Regions from separate parts of the Gossypium arboreum genome. Here region 2 is linked to region 1. The links are chromatin contacts, called in public Hi-C maps. All regions are on one chromosome and are shown on one strand. The core of a region is the stretch at or near the end of the contact, and the rest is flanking DNA. Distances in the headings are between cores, read along the strand shown. Region 1 holds the start of LOC108464102 (nuclear pore complex protein NUP98A-like). Region 2 holds the start of LOC108461657.

What was found. Hi-C and Micro-C count contacts between places; a contact is called where the count stands out from the background.
Region 2: a contact with region 1 is called in a Hi-C map of leaf, with 4 times the contacts expected there. The contact joins the promoter of LOC108461657 here to the promoter of LOC108464102 in region 1. A contact is called at or near these places in 2 of 5 Hi-C or Micro-C datasets (both in leaf).

Annotation. Positions count from the first base shown.
Region 1 is chr1:27,917,429-27,923,334 of ASM2569848v2, forward strand. LOC108464102 (nuclear pore complex protein NUP98A-like) reads right to left here and starts at 3,345. Exons shown (of 14, transcript XM_053028039.1): 1 at 3,100-3,345; 2 at 2,931-2,985; 3 at 2,550-2,612; 4 at 1,774-2,052; 5 at 599-1,216; 6 at 222-446; 7 at 1-128. The coding sequence starts at 2,568.
Region 2 is chr1:28,118,538-28,124,443 of ASM2569848v2, forward strand. LOC108461657 reads left to right here and starts at 2,223. Exons shown (of 8, transcript XM_017761559.2): 1 at 2,223-2,496; 2 at 2,777-3,213; 3 at 4,103-4,237; 4 at 4,321-4,363; 5 at 4,714-4,770; 6 at 4,867-4,981; 7 at 5,069-5,199; 8 at 5,275-5,431. The coding sequence starts at 2,813. The coding sequence ends at 5,199.

The sequences.
Region 1 (5,906 bases), core at 2,095-4,594:
GGTACTTGAGCTGGAAAAAGGATTTGCAGATGTTTGGCCAAATGTTGAAGAACCAAAAGGACTTGTAGATACAGGTGACGCACCAAACCCAATCCCTCCAGTAGCCTGAGCAGCTGGCTGCAGTCCACCTGATATTTCAAATTAGTACAGCAAGGTGGTGAACGTCAAACAAGAAAAAAATAATTAAACTTTCAGGGTTTTACAATATTTTACAAAGGTACCTTTATCTCCTAATTGATAATCCTCCCATCTCAGCTCCTCGTGACTTTTATCTTTATAAACAGGCATTGCTGAAATTGACTCCAACTTTGCACCTGGCTGTCCACTCCCACTATCTGCATCAGTTGTAGGTGTGTAAGGAGCTACTCTACTTCCCCCACGTTGACCTCCAAAAGGAGACTGGCCGAGACTAGTGCTTCCAAATGCTGGGGCAGAAGATTGACTTCCTGCATGAGAAATCAAATTCAATTTTATGTGCACATGCACGTGCAAGAATCAACTTGCACTAACAACATGGAAGGCCTATCAAACTATATATTTTGCCTAAACCATACAAATAATTTCAGTTTTTGGTGGATCATGAAGACTAATTACACACCGAAAGGAGAACTCTGGGCTCCAAATGAGGTTGTTCCAAATGGACTACTACCAAATGCTGGCGTTGATTGGCCAAAAGCTGGGCTAGACCCAAAGCTGAACGATGGAGTAGAAGATGCTCCAAAAGCAGGAGTGCTTGAACCCCCAAAAGCAGAACTTGAAGCTCCAAAAGCAGGAGTTGCGGAAGTGCCAAACGCAGGTGAGCTTGATGCCCCAAATGTACCTCCAGTTCCAAAAACTGGGGCATTAGACACACCAAATGCAGTTCCAGTGCTCCCAAATGCCGGACTTCCAGTTGAACCAAATGCAGGGGTGCTCGTGGCACCAAATGCGGGGGTACTTGAGGCACCAAACGCAGGGGTGCTTGTGGCACCGAAACCTGGAGTGCTTGAGGCGCCAAACGCAGGGGTGCTTGTCGCACCAAAAGCCGGGCTACTAGTGGAACCAAAGGCAGGACTAGAACCAAACGCTGACTGAGTTGAACCAAACGGTGTGGAGGAACCAAATATACCACTACCAAATGCAGGTTGTGATTGCTGATTTGTGCTTCCAAAAGGATTTGATTGGGTGGGACTTGACCCAAAGCCAAATGCAGGCTTCTGACCAAAAACAGAAGACCCTATCCGAAACAAAGTCAAAAGACACCAAGTTACCCAAGAGCTAATGATTAAAAAGTCGACACATATAATTAAAAGCTGATTACCATAAATTAACATACAAGGAAATAGAAGTGCCCCTCATGATCACATTTAAGGCCTAATTGAAAATGTGCTATGTTTTTTAGAAAGTCTCTTACTAATAAACACTAAATTTTTCTATCTCCATGAAATAAAAGTGCAATTAATTGTAATATTGATACACATATGAATGCATTTATTTGTATAATAATGCCATGACCTACACATATTTGGTATTGGAATGCTACCATTAAAGCATCACAAAATATGAATGATCTACACATTACTCTAAAGTCAGAAGAGAATTCATACAGGTAACTAAACAACCCTAACAAAGTAGATTAATAGTGACTCTTCCTTGAAGATATCAGTTGAATTTTAGAATTTTTATGTATGACAATCATATTATCAATATATCAACAGAACCAATATGCAATGAACCGAATGAAGGATAACTTAATCATAATAATAGAAAAGAAAAAGACATACAGACTCTTACCACCAAAAGATGATGATGAACTGCCAAAAGTGGGAGTAGATGAACCAAAAGCTGGAGATGAAGAGGCACCAAAGGCAGTTGTTGAGGAGAAGGGAGAAGAAGATTGGGCCGCACCAAACACTCCAGTAGAAGTACCTCCAAATACCGAACCCCCTGTTTGGGAACCAAAAGGGTTTGGACTACTGAAGGAAGGTTTAGGTGCAAATGGATTGCTACTTGCACTGGTCTGCCCAAAAACAGATTGGGATGCAAATGGGCTACTTGATGATTGCCCAAAAGCTGTTGAAAAGAGTTTCTGACAGTTAACTTAATTGTTTAAAAAGATTCATAAGTAATAACAAATTTATTCTAAAAAATGATGAAGTGTAAAGCAGGTTAAAGGTATATATATATACATATATATAGCAAATAACAGAGAATGAATATTGACCGGTAACAGTTACCAAGGAACAGAACACCAACAACATACTGGTAAACACTTTTGGTGTGATGAAGTGCAGTAGTATTTTATAAATAAATAAATAAAAAGGCACCAATGAAGGAAGAAGAATTAGAAGATAACAATGATCTGTGCATATCACGGATGCAACATGTAAATGCTTCTTGCATAATTAAGCTAATCTTCAATCTGAAAACCAATCAAACTCCTGAATTTCACAATGGCTACTTTTAAAAAGGAACGGAAGAAATTATGCATTCATCGAAACAACAGCTCAACATGTAAATTCAGAATATGATTTCAACGGGAAAGAGTGAAAGGTAAGAGAAAGTCTCACGATTAGTTGTACCAAACATCTTCGTCTACGTAGTTATTTACTCCACAGGTCCTTGATCTCAAACTGAGAAAAGAAAACGAAGCAGAAAGCTGATTTAAACAAACATGGAAACTAGAACCAGTAATGAATAAATATATTCAACTAAATCCATACTAAAACATGAATTAATATTGCGAAAAATAAATCAAATGCGCAAACGTGATACCCCGAACCAAACTCGGGATCCGTTTCTTCGATCAAAAGAATCCATCATTCAGTAACGATTGAAAAGGCGTTTCAACCGTTTCATTTAATTTTATCCCTCCAATTCATTTACTTAAAACTAAATACACAGGCACATATATATAAAAATAAATAGTCAAAGAGGGAAAGAAGATATACCGGGAAAAAAAAAAGGTGTTCAATAGCAATTATATGTACTTTCCAATTGTGAAACCTGTTATTAAAGATGACCAAAAAAAGAAAGAATCAGCATGTATTATGAAGCAGTTTATGCAGTGGAAGTGCGAGTGAGAAAAGATGATAAATTAGGGTTTGGGAGAGGGGGAACCTTTTAGGACGGATCTGAATCCAGAGGTTTGTTTATTGCGTGGGAGAATCAGAAAAGAAAGGGTGTGAAAGAAGAAGGGAGAGAAGAAGACCCACGATGGCCAAAACAACCAAACCAAGCGGAAATCATACCGGGAGCAAGGAGAAAAGCTTTGTAGGATCGGGAGATCCACGTAGCTTTGTTAGTTTGTGTAACCGGAAAAAGACATTATTTAGTGTCTAAATTAGTAAAAACCAAAAATTTTAATTTTCATCCAACTAAAACTCTATTTTGACATATATATATATATATATATATATATTTTAATTATATACATTTTATTACTTCTATCAATTATATATTTCTATTAATTTGTATATTTATATATCTGTAATTTCTATACACAAACTCGTGTGATATAATATCTAATATTAAATTTATAATTTTTAGAATGTTAGTTTTTGTTTAAAAATTTAAAGTATTATTTGATAAATTAAAAATTAAGTATTAAAATTTAAATACTTAATTTAAATTATAAAATATTTTAAAATATTACTTAAAATTAATTATGAAATATAATTAAATTATTTGATAAATATATTTTTAAATTATAAAAATAAAATTTTAAATTTTAGCCTTAATTTTAAACATTTCACTTTGTTCTAAACAAAAATCAAATTTTAAAGCAAATTTTTACATAATAATATAATATTAAAATAAATAAAATAAAATAGAATTAATTGAAAATATTCTCCATTAAATTTTAAATAGCTCTTATTTACTTATTATTTGTCACACTTTTTATATAAAAATTCTTTTAGGTTTTATTTTGAATTATTATACATGCATAAAATATTAAATTTCAATTGATTTAATTTTTTCAATGATCTATCAAATAAGGTTTAATTTAGAATCAGTTATTTAATTTTAAAATATTTAAATATTAAAAATATAAAAATTCATCATGATTTAAATAATATTATTAATAATTTCTTACAAGTTATTCATTTTATATACATGGATAAATTAATTTATTTTAATTTTAAAATTGCTAAAATTATAATTTTGTATTTATTTTTGCTCTACTTTAATTTGTAATTAACTCTTATTATATTTGAAAAATATAAATTTAATTTGATAAATTTTATTAATATGTGTTTTTTAAACTATATTTTAAGGCTAACAATTTAATATTCATTGTCGAAATTACTTTTTGAAAAGATCGACTTTTTATTTTAAAAATGAAAATGAGAGTCGCCACCATTCTTTTTTTTAATAAGGTATATTTTGATTTATTAAAACAACGATTTTGGTCTACGAAATTCAAGAAAATGGAGTCGGTTACTTGCGTGGAAGGAATTTATTAATTAATGTCTTAATGTCAAAAATTTGAAAACTTGAAAGAATTTACAATACGATTCATGTTTTTATTAATGTTAATTTAAAAAAATGGTTGAATAAATTGAAACGAATGTCAAAGACCCTCTCGTCTTGAGATAACAAATGTCGCATCCCGTAAGTTAGGACACTGCATTTTGAACCCTCAAGAATAAGCTTGCCTTTAAAATTTTTTATTTAAATTTCACGTATTTTAATTGTAAAAGGATATTTGGCTATTTAGGTTTAACGAGAAAATCGAAACCCTATAAGTTAAGATACAATTTCTCGAATCTCTAAAATACGAAATGTTGCCTATTTTTAAAAGTTTTTTTTGAATTTGGGTGAAAATTAATGCAATATTTAAAAATGGTATATGAATAAAATATTGTACCAATGAATAACAACAATATGAAAATGCTCATAAATAATTCCTAGTACATATAATGGCAATAATCACATAATATCACTTTAGTACCAATACAATCAATTAAAGAAAGATAAAATAAAATAAACAACAAATAGTTTCAATGATAACAAAAATAAAATAGGCACCAAACAAGACAAAATCATTTTTAAAATATAATAATGACAAGTGAACAAATAAATAAATGCAATAGATAATAATAATAATAATAATAATAATAATAATAATAATAATAATAATAATAATAACGGAATAGATAAATGGGTACCAAATGAAAAATAAAATAAAACCAAAAATAAAGAACAAATAAAAAGCTAAATAAAATAAAATAAATAAATAAACGAAAATAATAATGGACTTAAATGTAACCCAAATTAAATCAATAAGATAGATTAAAGGACTAATTAGCAAGGCGCGAAAACAAACAGGGACTAAATGGGCAAATAACCCAATTCTCCTAGACACGCGTCCCTTCTCTAGGAGATCAGTGAGCTAAGGACTAAATTGAAACGTGTAAAAGTTCAGTGGCCAAATTAAAAAAAGAATGAAAATAGGACTAAATTAAAACAACCCAAAAATGCGAAAGGACTAGGGGCGTAAATAGCCTAAAAATTGAAAACATGCGGATCCCCCTTGGAGCGGGTCGGGTTGCGCGCGGATTGGTTTTAAACGACTCCCTTTTGGGCGTTTGGGAGCTGAGTGAAACGGCGTCGTTTCACTAGGCTATTTAAGCCAAAATTTCTTCAAAAAAATCTCATTTCTCTTCTCTTTTTTTTTAAAAAAAAAAAAGAATTCCCCTTTTATCTCAAAATTTCTTCCTTTCTCTGGCCTAGGATTTCGGCAAGTCCCACAGCAGCCACCGGTCGCCAGCGACTAGCTTCGCCGCTCCCGGTGGCCAAAAAATGCCAAATATACCATTTTTATCCCTTTTTTTAGCCTAAGTTTAGATCCAAGGGTGAAAACCCTAAAAAAGGAAGAAAAGGTTCGGCCCACGCCCTTTATGACCTCTCATGTGCCTTCTTCG
Region 2 (5,906 bases), core at 973-3,472, 200 kb after region 1:
AATCTTATTATGGTATTAATTGAAACTATATGAACGTGATAAAAATATTAGTTATATACATAATACTAAATACTAAATATGAAACGACTATGTTATGTATATATGTTTTATTTAATACTTATATGCGCTTCCGAACGTTGGTCTAATAGAAGCCATATATCTTCAAGAGCGTTAGGTATACCAACATAACTCGCTGAATGGTTCCACCTAATTAAATAAAATTTTAGCATAAAGTTACATTTTAAATCTATGTAATAATTGTAAAATCTAATATAAATTTTACATTGTTATGAGTAGAATATATATGGATGGTTCACTCGATGACGTAAAAATGAAAGCAAAACCAAGCCCATGATTGTAGTAGTGATAGGTAACCTTCGATTTTGGCTTTATTTGGTTTCATCGCCCCGCACATCTTCTAGTACAATGTTGCTAACACGGCAGACCTCCAACTAAGTTCGCCAGTTGCTCTAAAATCAACGAGTTTCAGCAGCCACCTTAGATGTACGAGGTTTCGTGACAAGTTTAGCATCAGATAACCTCCAATGATCTCAAGGATATATGCCAAGCATATCGTATTCTTTCTACTTCAATCGAATCATCCTCCGGCTCCAGGAATGTGTCCGTAACCAGCCCATCTCGATCCGACCTCCATAAATATTATCTGGAATCGCACCCAAAAGTTCGTAGCATATGGCTCCCCAATTAGCAGATTGAGTGGACCTAGTGAGTATGGACCAATCCACTGGTAATCTCAATTGTAACTGCACGTCCTCCAAAGTGCTGGTACACTCCCCACAGGGAAGATGAAACGTGTGCATCTTGTCTCCACCTTTCTATGAACGCGTTGATGAGTTTCGGGTCCAACTTGCACCCCCGGCCTATATTGGCCACTGCCAAAAACCCGCTTCCCTCAAGTAATTTTCTATCAATGGTGATGGAGAACCAAACATATTCGAATATAACATTATAACATCAGATCTACAGACTGTTATAAAAATTATAAAATAAAAATTAATTAAAATTACATAAATGAAAAAAATTAAAAAAATAAAAAAATTAAAATTAACTCTTACCATTTTTGTTTGTTCGACGGAGATATGTTTACAATCAAGACGAATTAATTCATTGGTCATTGCTAACATGATCAAATATTTAAGAAATTATAAAAAAATAATACTAATTTTAGAAAAAATAAATAAAGAAAGCTTTGATAGATTTAGGGAGAAATTTGAGAGCTTTTTTGAGAATTTTTGAAGAAATATTTGTGTGACTTTTTTTTTTTTTATGTTGGACCCCAATAGTCAAAATTTTAAATGACGGTTGGGGGGGTCAAAAACACGGATTAAAATGCGTTCCTGATGGAGCGCTTTTGCCATGTTAGCAAAGCATATCCACGTCAGCGTGTTTTTTGCTGACATGATAAAAACGCTTCCTCAAGGACGCATTTTGCTGGAATTTCCCTTTAAAACGCTCCTACGTAGATGCGTTTTAGTATTTTCGGTCCATTCCGATAAATAAAAAATAGCCTATTTCCGTAAATAAAGTAAGAAATGGACTTTTCTTAGTAAAATGGTCTTCAAACCATATATTTTGTTATTTAAAGTATATTATTTTTTTGATAAATATAGTATGTTATTTTTAAACACATATATTTCATCTAAATACATGATTTTCACACGCACATCCATTCGTGTATGATAGAGTTTCTAATAAATAATAACAAAATATAATTATTTTTATTTAAAGTTAAGATGCACTATCATGTTAGTCACTCTAAATATGAGTCATTTATATTTTAGTCACTCAACTTCTTTTATTAATTTGATCACTCAAAATAGAAATTGATCAAATTAGTCACTATCCCATTAAATGATAATAGAAGATTAACATTGCGGTTTCACGATACTCACTCTAAAATTAGAGTAAATTACACGTTAATCAATTTAAATAAAGGTAATTCCTAAAGATAATTTCTAAGGATAATACCTATTTTGATCACTCCAAAATTTTTTAGAACAAATACATCATTAATTTTTCATTATTGTTTAACGATAAAGTGATGAATTTAATTAATTTAATTTTTAAATGACCAAAATAGAAATAATTATTATTTAAAATGAGTAACGTTGTAGTTTACCGTTAAAATTAACCCTGTAGTAGGTAGGTGGGCATTCCGATAAGGACGTGTATTTTACAGGTGATTGCGTTACGGTTAAAAGAAAAAAAGTAAAATTCCAACCTTTAAACATGCTTTACTCAGCTGTATTGCGTGATTAAACAAAAGATTCTTATTGTCTGGAAAAAAACACAAAAGATTCTTCGTCTGTTGTTAAGTCAAATTCATTAGTAGTTCCATATAAAGTTACCAATTTTCATGTATATGTCCTCCTTTCTCCCACTTTCTTCTATCTTCTTAATCGTCGCTGTTGCTTCTTCATCTCTTAACTGCCAATTAACTCTGCAAGTGAATGCTTAGGAATAATCATTCTTCAGGTACATATACTTTTCTTTTTGGTTAGTGTTTACCAAAATTTCAGTGGGTCTGAGCTAATTTTAGGGCTGAAGTTAAGTTTTTTTGCCTTGTTTAATGGGTATCACTAATGGTTTGCTTTTATTTTATTGTTAGTTTGGAGTCATAGAAATGAGAAGTGCCTGTTGTATTCTGTTTCAAGCACAATATTGATTGGAGGGGGGGGGGATTAGGGCTTGACAATTTTATGATTTATTTTGTTAAAATCATCTCTGTGGTTTTCAATTTTTGATTCACTGGCAGTGTCGAAGAGTGTTTCTTTCATATTTGGAATCAAGAATGAGGGTGTTAGGGGAATTCCCTGATTTAAATATTTTAGAACCAAAAGTTGGTGTTGTAAACGCTGTAAATAACAATCAGATGCAGAATGGAGGTTCGAATGAGACTAGCAGCAGGGCTGGTGATCTCTCTAGAAATTTACACGAACCCGACCTTGAGATGCATGGAAACATCCCATTGCCTCAGGAGGAAATACAACCAGGCTCAGTTGGGGATTCTGCTTGTGAGGCCAATCCTACATCAGCTACGAATGTGGTAACGAAGGTCGAGTCTCACTTGACTCAGCAGCCGATAGCTATATTATCAAAAGATGCCGAGTCCACTAAAGAGGATTTGCCTCATGCGGCTTCTCCGAAAATGGGGTATTTTTCGAGGACCACTAGTGCTCATGAGCAGTGCAGGTACATTATACTTCTTCTGTGTTAACTACCTATTTATGTGCGTGCTTCTTGTATTTTATGTTTTCGATATTTAATGGCTTCTGGATAGCATGAATCCTCATAAGAAAATGGATCATAGCTGAGTTTTTCTATCTTACCAAGTTTATTGTCCTAAGAATTTCACTTGGCATGAGTCTTGTTGCCCTGTTTATGCTTTCTAAACTCATTATGTAATAATAGGATGTGCAATGTTTGGCTCCTAACTTCTGTTGCGGCATCACATCAAAAGCATCTAGTGCGATATACTACTGTCTTAGGCTATGTTGGAACAAGGGATTTCCTTTTGTAATTTTAGTATCTGATTCAAGTGTGGTGATGTTAAAGGTTCTAATGACTTCTCATTTCAATTCTTGTACTGGTATAATCAAAGCATGTTGGAATCATATTAAAAAGAGTTCGGGTTTGTTAAATTCATCACACTCATTGCAAAGCAAACTTTTCTGCAGATTGGATGGTTTTTTATGCAAGTCAATGATCACTGAGTATATGGAAAGAGTTTGGATTTGTCAAATTTATCATTTGAAATTATGTTTCCCCTTGATGGAGTGAATACGCTTTTGTTCAATGATTTTATAGGCATTTGTTTTCCTAGATTAGTTAGTTCATAAATGAATCTACTCCATTGTACCCACAAAGAAGCGTGTAGAGCATAAAGGTCTAGGATTAGAGGGTTGAGAAAATCTTAGTTGAGGTCATTTTATATATAGTGGCAAGGTCAACGATCTTAAAAAAACCATCCGTTAGCATGTTGACCTTTTCGGCCTACAATTTGTTTTTCGAAGATTAAATATTGTTGAAAATTTATAGTTATCACATACTTTTACTCATTATTATCTATATTACTCTTCAGAGTTTGTCAACAGGAGAAGGAAGAAGGTCTTATAGATCTTGGGTGCCAATGCAAAGGTGGTCTTGCAAAAGCACATCAGTCTTGCATTGTCACTTGGTTTCATACGAAAGGGTCCAACAAATGCGAGATATGCCAGTAAATTATTCAAAATTTGATTCCCTACATTAAATTACCTTATTTTTAACAGACATCGTGATTCTCTTATTGTTGTCATGCAGAGTAGTAGCTGTAAATGTGACAGCTCCACAGCCAGAGCGCAGTGTAGGTATTCTATGCTTAAGTGAAAGGGCTAGCAATGAGTTTTATATATGCCCAAATTTAAAGCTGAACACTAAAACAAAGTTGACAATTGAGTGTGTGTTGTTATTTGCCTACTATTATGCTTGCCGTATACAAATTTTAGAAAGATATAGATGAAAGGCACGTTAGACCCCCTGATTAGGTGTTCTAGCACTTTAAAAGCATTTGTAATTGATGATATTGATTTTGGTGTGAAGCAAACTTGGAAACTGGTGTTGCAGCTTTCTAGTATTTTTTTTTTTCTTTTTCGTTTATCTATAGCATCTCATCATCTTGTCTATATTGATTCTCAAATGTTCTTCATGGTGCAGAGGAATTACTGGGTTTGGAGGATTAATCCACGCCTTGTAGCCCTTAACCGTGAAAGGGTAAGAGCGTAACTGCAGCCAGTCTACTGGGGTATTATTTTCATGAAAATACTAACTTTTCGTGTTAATTTTGCATCAAATCACTCTTTATGACAGGGCTGTTTTAGTCCACTGTGGCTGGCACTCTCAATCCTTATTGGTGGTCTACTATTGGATATGTTAATATCCCTTACGCTCGGTGTCTCCGCACTGCCAGTCAACCTGATAATTGGTATGTATACCTGTTTATAGTGATCACATTCTTAAAACAGTAGATTTTATGCTTCACGATGTTGTAACTCAAGGAGATATGGTACAGTTGTTATCGTTGTCATAGGACTCGGAACTGCCCTTCGACTTGCAGTGGAATTCTACCATGAGTGGAGTACCAGGAGAGCATTGCAAAGGGTAGAAACAAATGCAACACTTGGGTACCATACCACTCTGTAGGTAAATCTGTATATAGTAAAAGTATGATCTACAAGCCAATGACTGAAATCTTACTGTTTGGTATATCATGTTCAGTGTACTGTTCTGGGAGGGCAACCCAATGTTTGTTACTGCTCAAATTTGCACACCATGATACAGTATAATCAATTCTCCTTGAATGTTTTGAGAATGTATAGTCAGTCAACTTGGTTGTGGAATTTTTATAATAGAGTAATATAATGAAATTAATTAAGGACCTTTCCCTTCAAGTCTTATCGTCTCTCCAAAGCAATATGAAGGCTCAATTCAGCTGTTTGGATATATAAATAATCATTTCTAATATATATATATTGGGTTAATTACGCCATATGTCTTCAAATTATAGGCCATGTTTTAAATTGGTCTCAATTTTTTGACGTTCTAAATAGTTCTAAATAATCAGATTCTTTTGTCAACAGGCATTAACTCAAATAAGCATATTTAAAAATGTGAATAGAATTTTAAATGTGTGAGCTTTTGGACGGGTTAGATTTGAGTTAACAAAAAGATTTGATTGATATGATATTGATGTTTCAAAAATTTAGGCAATGGCTTAAAAGAAAATATTTTTTATATTTGTTTCTTGAAAAATAGATTCCTCAATTGAAATTGATTAGCGGTTAATGGAAAACAAGTTTTTTTTTTTGCTTATATCTCAAAAAGTCCATAAGAAAATGTAAAAAAAATCA